Linked DNA regions of Pan troglodytes: region 2 is linked to region 1. The links are chromatin contacts, called in public Hi-C maps. All regions are on one chromosome and are shown on one strand. Each heading gives the region's core, a stretch centred on a gene start, on an enhancer-like site or on the middle of the called end of the contact. The rest is flanking DNA. Distances are from core to core; before and after follow the strand shown. Region 1 overlaps RAB11FIP4 (RAB11 family interacting protein 4). Region 2 overlaps RAB11FIP4 (RAB11 family interacting protein 4).

Region 1 (5,026 bases), core at 189-2,688:
CTCCGGGAGGAGGCAGCCTCATGCCTTTGCAGCTCTGAGGGTCTGTGACGCATCAGCCTCTTGTCACATGGCCCTGCCCACATGTGGTGCCCAGGACAGGACCTTAGGGACAGGGAGACAGGTTGGAGCTTGACCTTGGCTCTAGGCCCAATGGATTCTACCCCCTGAGGTCTGAAGCCACAGGGCTGGTCCAGGATGTGAGTGGGGATCCACTGTGTCTCACTCATACAGTGACAGGAGCCTGACGTCCCTTCCTAGGGACAAGCTCTGCAGGGGACAGGCCAGTGTGAGCTGGGCGGTGGGAAGGGTCCAGCACTGCTGCTGATGGAGGTCCCCTGAGCCTGCCGTTCCTGATGCTGTCTGCAGTGGTGGATTCAGGGTTTAGTTGTCCTCACCAGATGGCATGACCCTTGGGGGACATACCCTGGCCAGGGGTCCGGTCCTCCAACTTGTCACAGGGCCCAAAGATGGGCCCTTTTGTATACCCCAGAAGGTCAGCCTGGTGGAGGGGCTGTTGCCAGTGAGACGTATCCCAGACCGAAATACCAACCAGGCTGTCACTGGGGTGCTCACATCTACGTGCCCCTGGCCCTGTCCCAGGTCTGGGGCAGACTTCAGGCCACCAGCCAGGATGTGCCTATTTTGGGAGTCAAGGTGCCCAATAAGCTGAATTATTAATCAGAGGGGTGGCCGGGAAGGAACAGCACAAAAACAAGAGGTGAGGCCTGAGGTGGTTCCGGCCAGGTGTGGCTGCAGGGACTGGTGGGGGCGGTCCCTCCCTGTGCTGCCCTGAGCGCCCCACCTTCTGACTGCCAGGCCTGCCCCTCCATGGCATGTGTGACCGACACCCCCTCTAGATGTGCGGTGTCCCTGTTCATCTCTCTGAAAGCTACTGGCCCACACGCCCTCAGTGGGCATGCCAGTGACTCAGGGTCTCGGGGCCCAGGGTCCCCCGTGCCACAGCCTGGGTTGGGGTGAAATGGTGCAGGCCCCAAGAGCTTGCCCGTTGCGCTGTCCTCAGGGTGCATGAGCTGGAGGAGATGGTGAAGGATCAGGAGACCACGGCCGAGCAGGCTCTGGAGGAGGAGGCGCGGCGCCACCGCGAGGCCTACGGCAAGCTGGAGAGGGAGAAGGCTACCGAGGTGGAGCTGCTCAATGCCAGGTGGGCCCCTCCACCGAGCCCCCTCCCTCAGAGGGACCCCCTGTCCTGGGGCAGCCCTGTGGGATAGGCGCTATCCCCATTTTATAGATGGGGGAATGTGAGGCTGAGGGGCAGCCTCTTGAGACTTCCCAGTAGTAACAGTTCCACTTTAATACCACGAGAAACACAGAGGCATGCTCTTCAGGAAGTTCGCTAAGGAATGTTCCCAGGAGCGTGGCTCACATTTGGTAATGCAAACCACACAAATGTCTGTCAGAGAAAAGGGCCTGGGCTGGGTCTCACATCCAGGCCTGGAGCGCCCCCTGCTGTCAGGTTCTCCCCTGACCCCTGGTGGACTGAGCCAGAGCCCCAGGGCCAAGGTAAATGGAAAACCCGGTTCCTGTGCCTTGCGTGTACCTGTGACTTCGTCATTGGAACGTGAGGCAGGCGGGACAAGGAGCAGCCCCGGGCCAGGGATCTGAGTTGGTCTCCCATTAGCTCCATGGCCTTGGACGTACTGGGTCACCTCCCTGTGTGCCCCACAGAGCGGCTGTGTGGGTGGGTGAGCCGATGTAAGTCCAGACCCTGCCCACGGGTGAGGGCTATGATGATGCCTCTGTGATGAAGCCCCTTTGCGGCCCTTGACCGAGGCCGAGGAGGCCGCCTGGGCTTCTGGCAGAGAGGACAGCTGCCCTGGCACTCCTCAGGCCCCCTGAGGCCCCAGTCTCCATGCTGAGGCTTCCCAGAGTTGCCGAGCCCCACCTGGCGGCTGGTGGGCTGCTGAGCAAATGACTGGGAGTTGGGCTCTCAGGCAGGTACCTCCCTGCCCCCGTGTCCCTGCCCCTGTGCAGTTTGGTGAGGAGACTTCCCAACTCCCCGGTGTCTGAGACCTGCTTTGCTAAGTTACCCACCAGGGGTTCATTTTACATTTTGACTCTATTCTAGAAGCTGCTGTTTTGCATCTGTTTCTGGAGGCTGGTGCCTAGTTAAGGGTGACTGCTCTCACTCAGCCCGCCTCGGCAGCTGGCCCAAGAGAGGTGGCTGGGACACGGGAGGTGGTAAAAGACAGTGTGAACCTGGGCCACAGGACAAAGTGCAGAAAGCCAGCCCTCGGGAACTGTCTCCTAACGTGTGCCCGTCACACAGCTCCGGGGGCGCCATTCGTGTAAAATATCCGAGTGGTGTTCCCAGAGTCCTGCCGTATGCTTGGTTCCCTACCACTTCCACCCGCTTGGGGCCACCTGCTGGTGGTGGGGCTGAATTCCTCTCTGGAGCCCAGAGGGCAGTGGAGGCCCAGAAGCCATCTTTCCAGGAAAGAGGACGTGATGGGGAGGTGGTGGGTCGAGAACGGGATGCTCTGCAGGAGTCACTGCCAGAAGTGACCCTGTTCAGTTCTGCTGCCACCGACGGCCCAACTCACCTGCACCTATTCTCAGACCATTTAAAACCGACCTGAGGCCGGGCACAGTGGCTCACGCCTATAATCCCAGCACTTTCGGAGGCCGAGGCAGGTGGATCACGAGGTCAGGAAACGGAGACCATCCTGGCCAACATGGTGAAACCCCATCTCTACTAAAAATACAAAAATTAGCCAGGCGTGGTGGTGCGCGCCTGTAGTCCCAGCTGCTCGGGAGGTTGAGGCAGGAGAATCGCTTGAACCCGGGAGGCAGAGGTTGCAGTGAGCTGAGGTCACGCCACTGAGACTCCGTCTCAAAACAGACAAACAAACAAAAAACTGACCTGAACACCCAGGCTCTGTCTTCTTGTGGAATCCCTTTAGGATTCCCTTTATGGAATTCCTGTGTGAACGCTAACACAGAGGATTATTACTGTCAGAGCCCGTGCCTGTGGTCATCAGAGGGAGGTGCAGTGAGCGCTCAGAGAAGAGCCCTGGATGAGATGCTGTTGGCGGAGAATGAAAAGCCAATATGATCATTGCCTTCAAATTACAGAGTCTAACAGGAGGGCCCAGTCACAGAAGCCACAAGAAGACTGTTTCTCCATCTAGCAGAAAGACATCCCCGTGTTGTCTGAGGATCTGAAGGATGCACACAAGAAGAATCTGCGTTCCTACTCTCTAATGAATGTTTCCACTTATTGGAAAAATAAAGGCCACGTGTGGTGGCTCACTCTTGTAATCCCAACACTTTGGGAGGCCAAGGTGGGCAGATCACATGAGGCCAGTTTTTGAGACCAGCCTGGCCAACATGGCAAAACCCGTCTCTACTAAAAATACACAAATTAGCTAGGTGTGGTGGTGCATGCCTCTAATCCCAGCTATTCAGGAGGCTGAGGCACGAGAATTGCTGAAGGAGGCAGAGGTTGCAGAGCTGAGATTGTGCCACCTCACTCCAGCCTGGGCAACAGAGTAGGACTCTGTCTCAAAAAAAAAAGAAAGAAAATAAGAATGATAATTTAGTGTCCTTACTATTTTGCTTTGGCTGATAGGAAGCTCACGGCTAAATTGTCTTTGACATAATAATCATATTCTTTCTCTCAGTTGGTTTCTGGTATCTTTCCTCTTGGAGGAAGCAGAGAATCACTGCAGACTGGCGGGCGCTTATCAGATAGTCTCCATTCCAGGTTTCTGAGATTTGTCTTTCTCCTTTCGCCAGGGTGCAGCAGTTGGAGGAAGAAAATACAGAGCTTAGAACAACAGTGACTCGGCTCAAGTCTCAAACAGAGAAACTGGATGAGGTGAGCAGCAGATCCAGGCTTGGAGGGGCAGGGCTGGCCATCGGGAGCCTTTAGTTTATTGCTTCTGAAATTCTAAACAAATGCCCCACCCCCTAAGAAATGCAAAAAAAGTGAATAACAACTTGTGTTTCTGTATTTCTCATTTTCCAAGTTTTCTACAGCGAATGTATTTATTACTTTATACAATGGAGAAAAATTAGTTTTAGAAAGAGGTTAGCTTCTATTTGGGCTAACACCTTCAATTCAGATTGCATCTAGCATCGTTGAAGGACTTCAGAGGCCTGAGGTTTTTAGTTGTATTTCTAGAATCATCGGGGCTCTGGCCGTTTCTGTAAGCCAAGACTCAGGGCTCCGTCTAAGGGAGCTGGTTTCACTGTGCATCTGCCTCGTGAAGATGGCTGACCAGACCCCAGGGACACCCCTGGACATAGTGAGCCCCTCTCTGGGAACTCTCCTCCCCTGATCGGGTCTCCCTGCTCCAGGAGCGGCAGCGCATGTCTGACCGTCTGGAGGACACCAGCCTGCGGCTCAAAGATGAGATGGACCTGTACAAGCGCATGATGGACAAGCTGCGACAGAACCGCCTTGAGTTCCAGAAGGAGCGGGAGGCGACGCAGGAGGTAGGTCCCAGGCCAGCAGGCACCAGGGCTCCTTCCAGCATCCCTGCTCCTGCCAACCTGCTTCTCTCCCTCGCAGCTCATCGAGGACTTGCGGAAGGAGCTGGAGCACCTGCAGATGTACAAGCTGGACTGCGAGCGGCCAGGCAGGGGCCGCAGTGCCTCCTCTGGCCTAGGCGAGTTCAATGCCAGGGCCCGCGAGGTGGAGCTCGAGCACGAGGTCAAGCGGCTCAAGCAGGTGGGTCTAGCAGTCTCTGTGTCCAGTGGGGCAGGGTGGCCGGGCCCACCACGTGGGTTTCCTGTGCAGGATCTGTGGCAGGGGAGCCCAGAGCTGTAGCAGCACTGCCTGTCTGCTTCTCAGCAACCTGTTTGTCAGGGCTGACTGCCCCATTTCACAGCTCAGGAAAATCGATCCAAAGATCTCTCCCTTACGTCCATGTGAGGAAATAGACCCTGCCTTGGTGCTCAGGGTGGAGGATGAGACCATACCCAGCTGCAGTATAGTGCCTGGAGGCATTGGGTTCTCCCAGAAGTAGACCCTGACCCAAGGTTCCTTTTTTTTTTTTTTTTT
Region 2 (5,455 bases), core at 2,513-5,012, 93 kb before region 1:
CCCAGCCTGAGCAGATACTGGAAAGAGCTCATCCTGGCCTGGCTGTGCTATAGATACTGATGGTGATTATTAGGGGGAGCGGCAAGATGCCTGACAAGGAATGTGAGCGTGTAGACATGTGTATGCACTATTGTGTATGTGTGGCTAGCCAGCAGAACCAGCACCTACCACCATCAAACCCTGAAAGAGTGCCTGGCATGTAAGAGGTGCTCAGTCATCACTTGTTGAATAAGTGAGTGAATGAATGAATGAATGCTTGTATGGGTGCTGTGGGAGGGCTGCCACTAAGTTTTAGAAGCAGTTTTAGATTTAGAAGCAGGCTTCTGAGCCAGGCGTGGTGGCGTGCCTGTAGTCCCAGCTACTTGGGAGGCTAAGGTGGGAGGATCCCTTGAGCCCAGGCATTTGAGGCTGCAGTGATCTATGATCATGCCACTGCACTCCAGCTTGGGCAATAATGTGAGGACATGGCTCTTAAAAAAAAAGTTGTTATTATTATTAGTATTATTATTATTTGAGACCGAGTTTCACTCTTGTCACCCAGGCTGGAGTGCAGTGGTGCGATCTTGGATCACTGCAACCTCCACCTTGAAGGTCAGAGGTTCTCCTGACCTTGGAGAGGATTGTAGGTGTGAGCAAAAACAAATATTATGAAGCCTCTACTATGTACCAGTCACGGTGCAAGCGACCAGGTATACAGTGGTGATCAGAATGGACAGGGTCCTTGCCCTTAGGGAGCTTACTTTGTAGAGAGAAGATATAAATTAATCAAATTATCCCACACACATAACTACATGAAAGAGTATGGAGAAACTAAGGCTAAGGCTTTCTGCAGTGAGGTCGGGAGATACTCACACCTGCTAAAGTTCAAACCACACAATATCCCAATAGACTTGGGTGTGCAACCGAAGTCATGATCTGCCAGTCTCCAGCATTTCTCAGCTGCGAGTGCCCTAACTAGCTCACCAGTCAGAAAGACTTTGCAATCTAGGATTTCTGCCCAGCCAATGAGCTGCCTCTGAAAACAACTTTCTGTGGAAATCCTCCGTAAAAATTCCTCTCCTGGCTGGGCGTGGTGGATCACGCCTGTAATCCAAGCACTTTGGGAGGCCAAGGTGGGCGGATCACCTGAGGTCAGGAGTTGGAGACCAGCCTGGCCAACATAGTGAAACCGCCTCTCTACTAAAAATACAAAAATTACCTGGGCATGTTGGCAGGCGCCTGTAGTCCCAGCTACTCAGGAGAGGCTGAGGCAGGAGAATCTCTTGAACCTGGGAGGCGGAGCTTGCAGTGAGCTGAGATTGCGCCACTGCGCTCCAGCCTGGGCAACAGCGAGATTCCATCTCAAAAAAAAAAAAAAAAAAAGAATCCTTCCTCCCCACTTGCCTCCTGGGATGCTCTTCGGGGCTGTCCTGATCCCGTGTACCTGAATTGCAATTCTTTGTTTCCCAAATAAACGCTATTTCCTTTGACCTCCATGTCAATCTCTTTTTAGTTAACAATAGCAAGTTGCAACAAATTGTTTGAAGGGAAAGTATAGGATGCTACAAGACAGGATAGCAGTGGGGTGGGCCCTGATTGGATGGGGGTGGTCAGGACAGACCTGTCTCAGGGAGGGACGTTTCATAGAGGTACAAAGGGAGACCTGAAGGATGAACTGACACGGCAAATGGGGAGGACAGCTGTCCAAGTTGTAGGGAATAGCATGTGCAAAGGCCCTGGGGCAGAGAAGAGTGTGGTGGTTTCCTTGAGGAGCTGACCAAAGGCCAGTGCAGCTAGAGTACAGTGAGTGACGAAGAGCATGGGAGGAGAGGGAGTAGAAGGGGTCAGATCACATGGGGCCTTGTGGGCCGTGTTGTGGAGTTTGGATTTTTTTTTTTTTTTTTTTTTTTTTGAGACAGCGTCTTGCTCAGTCGCCCAGGCTGGAGTGCAGTGGCATGATCTCAGCTCACTGCAACCTCTGCCTCCCAGGTTCATGCCATTCTCCTGCCTCAGCCTCCCGAGTAGCTAGGACTACAGGCGCCCGCCACGACGCCCGGCTAATTTTTTTTGTATTTTTAGTAGAGACGGGGTTTCACCATGTTAGCCAGGATGGTCTCGATCTCCTGACCTCGTGATCTACCCGCCTCGGCCTCCCAAAGTGCTGGGATTACAGGTGTGAGCCACCGCGCCCGGCCTGGAGTTTGGATTTTTATCCTAAGTGTGGTGGAATGATACTGGAAGGTTTTAGGCAGAGGAGTGGGTGACACGATCCAGTTAGACTTGCATGATCCAGGAGAGACAGGATGATGGCTATGACCAGGTGGGGCTCCTGGGTGGTGTGGGAAATGAGGGAGCTGTGGGATACAGTGGGAGCATGGATTGAATGTGAGTAACAGTGAGCAGACGCAGTGATGCTGAAGAACCCTGCAGTGGCAGGAAGGGAGGGAGGACGGGGTCAGGGAGTGGGACATTTGATGGGTGGTATTGGAGGGGGTGATCACTGGGTTGACCAAGGGACTTGGTGCCTGAGGTGGAATATGAGGCAAAAAGAAAGTCAAGGATCTGAGAGGCCAGGGGTTGATGGGTCATCACACAGCTACAGGAACCCCCAAAGATGAATTGTAAAAGCAAAAAGCTGGAAATAACCAAAATGCCCAGCTATTAGGGGTGGTGAAGTAAATTATGATGAACCCACCGGGCAGAATGTGTTACAGCCACTAACAACGTGGGTTGTACACACCAAGCAGCATGGAAACTGTTTCTGTCCTACCTCCTGTTACACGGGAGAGAAACTCTCCAACCTCAGGGATGGCTGACTCTGCCAGGGGAAAACTTACTTCCTTATTCATCTAACACTCTTCATTGAAGTGCAAGGTACAAATAGAACAGAAAAGTTCATCAGCCACCAGTGTCCATCTCAGTGAGTTTCCCCATCTAGCCAGCACCTAGAACAAGAAATAGAACAAGAGAAATGGTGGGATTTCTGGGTCTTTTACAATGAGTTTGTGTCTCTTTTGTGTGAAAGAAACCAATTTTAAAACATTGGCAGAGCCTCGGCTTTCATTGTGCAGCCCCTGGGGGAAAGAGGCTTGGCCCCTGAAGCCGTGTGCTCAGGGAGGAGCCGGTGTTGGCTCTGCTTTTCTTTGCCCGAGTTGTCTGTCACCATGGGGAGAATAAAGTGGCCCCATGGCTGATACTGACCCCAGGGTGAGGGTAAGAGGACTGGGCGGGGACACTGGTGTCCCTCCCTCCCTCACAGCCTCCCCACCCAGCTCCCTGAGTCTTCGGGAGATCCTTGGGTGTCTCACACCTGTCCCTGCTTCATTCCCACAGGTGGAAAAACTTGTGAAATATTTGGATCCCAACGACCTGGGGAGAATCAACTTCAAGGACTTTTGCCGGGGCGTGTTCGCCATGAAAGGTGAGGTCTTCCTGGGAGGCTTTCCCAGGCGCTCTCCGGTCCTGCCCAGCTGGGGAAGCTGGTGTGACTGGGGCCCCAGCCTGGATTCCTCCCCACAGGGGTCCCAGAGCCCAGGATGGGCCAGAAGTCGGTTCTGCCTCTGGCTTCCGGGGGGGCCAGAGGGGAAGGACACTGTTGCCCCAGCCGTGGGGGGCTGTGGTCTCACCCATGGAGGTCACTTCTGCCCTTCCCCTTGTCTGCCCGCCTCTAGAGAAAGCCTCCTTCCCTGCTTTTCTGTCCTCTTCCTCTCTCTCCCGCTCTGGGGTGACCAAACCCAATGAGTCTCCTGGGATGTGGGAGGGACTCCAGTTTTAAGACCAGGGCAGTCCTGGGCAAACCTGGACAAAGCGCTGGTCACATGACTGCCCGCCTCCCTCTGAGCTGCTGCTTTTGTGTCCTCCCTGCTCCCGCCTCCTCTTTTTTTTTTTTTTTTTTGAGACAGGGTCTGGCTTTGTCGCCCAGGCTACTGGAGTGCAGTGCCACTATCATGGCTCCCTGCAGCTTCAACCTCCTGGGCTCAAGCAATCCTCCTGCCTCAGCCTCCTGAGTAGCTGAGACTACAGGAGGTACACCACCATGCCTGGCTAATTTTTGTATTTTAAGTAGAGATGGAGTTTTGTCACGTTGTCCAGCCTGGTCTTGAACTCCTGAGATCAAGTGACCCTCCCATCTCAGTCTCCCAAAGTTCTGGGATTACAGGCATCAGCCTCCATGCCCTGCCCTCTCTTCCTCTTAATTCTTCCTAATTCCTGCCTTTCTTCCTTGCCCCTGCTTCCAGTTTTAAGGGGACAATATAAATCCCACTGTCTTGTCCCAAAAATTCAAAGGCCAGTTGTGAGAAACTTGCAGGAATCAGAATATGGCCACTCACTTACTACTAAGCTGTTTATCTGAGACAGTGAGGGCCAGGCACGGTGGCTCACACCTATAGTCTCAGCACTTTTTGGGAGGCCGAGGCAGGCAGATTGCTTGATCTCAGGTGGATCACTTGAGTCCAGGAGTTTGAGACCAGCCTGGCCAACATGGCGAAACCTCGTCTCTACAAAAAATACAAAAAATTAGCCGGGCATTCTGGTGTGTGCCTATGGTCCCAGCTACCTGGGAGGCTAAGGTGGGAGGATCACCTGAGCCCAGGAAGTTGAGGCTGCAGTGAGCTGAGGTCACGCCACTGCAGTCCAGCCTGGGTAACAGAGTAAGAACCTGTCTCAAAAAAGAAAATAATCTGAGACAGTGGCATAGGTCACCAGCCAGGTGGGCTTGCTAAGGCCTCCCCACTAGCTGCAGAGAGAATGGAGTCACTTCTGGAGTCCCAGGGTGTCTGGTTATCTGTGAAGGAAGCCATGGTTTCCTGTCTGCGGCTCAGATCAAGTTTAGCCCTTTTCTGTGGGGTGCCTATGAGTCCTGGGAGGGTGGAACGATGCAGGGTGAGGGATGAAGGGAACCAAATACACGGTGCAGGGGGCACAGAACACAGAAGGTGCCCAGGGAAGGTTTTCTGCGTGGATTTGACAATGGGCCACTGCAGACTGCACCTGCCATGTGCCTGTGCCAGGCGTTTTGTCAGGTCCCCCTCCCAGTTCAGTACAACCTTGGGGCGTTTGGTTGGGATCTCAGGAGCGAGGCCAGCCGTGTACAGAGTCAGCAGGAACTGCAGCTGTCCTGCGGGCGGCCCTGTCCTGGACATCCCAGGGTCTGCAGGACACGGGGGGCGCCCAGCCTCGGAGGAATGGGTGTGTTTGCTTTCTCCAGAGGCTGGCACAGTCGTTTGGAGTCCCTGCGAGCCAGGTGGGCAGCACTGCCTTAGGTCCCCTCCCCCAGGAAGGCCTCCTTCCTTCCTGTTGCCCCAGCCTGCCCTCTGTGTGTGGGAATTAGTCTCAGAGGACAAGGGGCTCTTGCAGCTCCCTCCACAGTGCCTTGAGCTGAGTTCCCCACCGCCTGGGCTCCATCCCTGCCTTCCAGTGCTCAGCTGGCCTCCTGGAGCCTCGGGCCCCCACCTCAGCCCTTCCCACCCTATGC

Evidence for each region. Hi-C and Micro-C count contacts between places; a contact is called where the count stands out from the background.
Region 2: a contact with region 1 is called in a Hi-C map of induced pluripotent stem cells, with 4 times the contacts expected there. The contact joins two enhancer-like sites. A contact is called at or near these places in 5 of 7 Hi-C or Micro-C datasets (blood, induced pluripotent stem cells, a lymphoblastoid cell line and 1 more).

The regions. Positions count from the first base shown.
Region 1 is chr19:36,084,678-36,089,703 of NHGRI_mPanTro3-v2.0_pri, reverse strand. RAB11FIP4 (RAB11 family interacting protein 4) reads left to right here. Exons shown (of 15, transcript XM_016932058.4): 10 at 1,022-1,162; 11 at 3,757-3,838; 12 at 4,321-4,458; 13 at 4,535-4,693. Among named protein-coding and RNA genes, the nearest start is that of TRNAT-CGU, 23 kb to the right of the region's middle. Within about 2 kb of position 1,438, at least 3 of the 24 cell types and tissues checked have an H3K27ac peak or open chromatin away from gene starts, as enhancers often do. A contact at or near this core is called in induced pluripotent stem cells, where this site is marked.
Region 2 is chr19:36,179,593-36,185,047 of NHGRI_mPanTro3-v2.0_pri, reverse strand. RAB11FIP4 (RAB11 family interacting protein 4) reads left to right here. Exons shown (of 15, transcript XM_016932058.4): 2 at 3,313-3,400. Among named protein-coding and RNA genes, the nearest start is that of RAB11FIP4, 40 kb to the left of the region's middle. Within about 2 kb of position 3,762, at least 5 of the 24 cell types and tissues checked have an H3K27ac peak or open chromatin away from gene starts, as enhancers often do. A contact at or near this core is called in induced pluripotent stem cells, where this site is marked.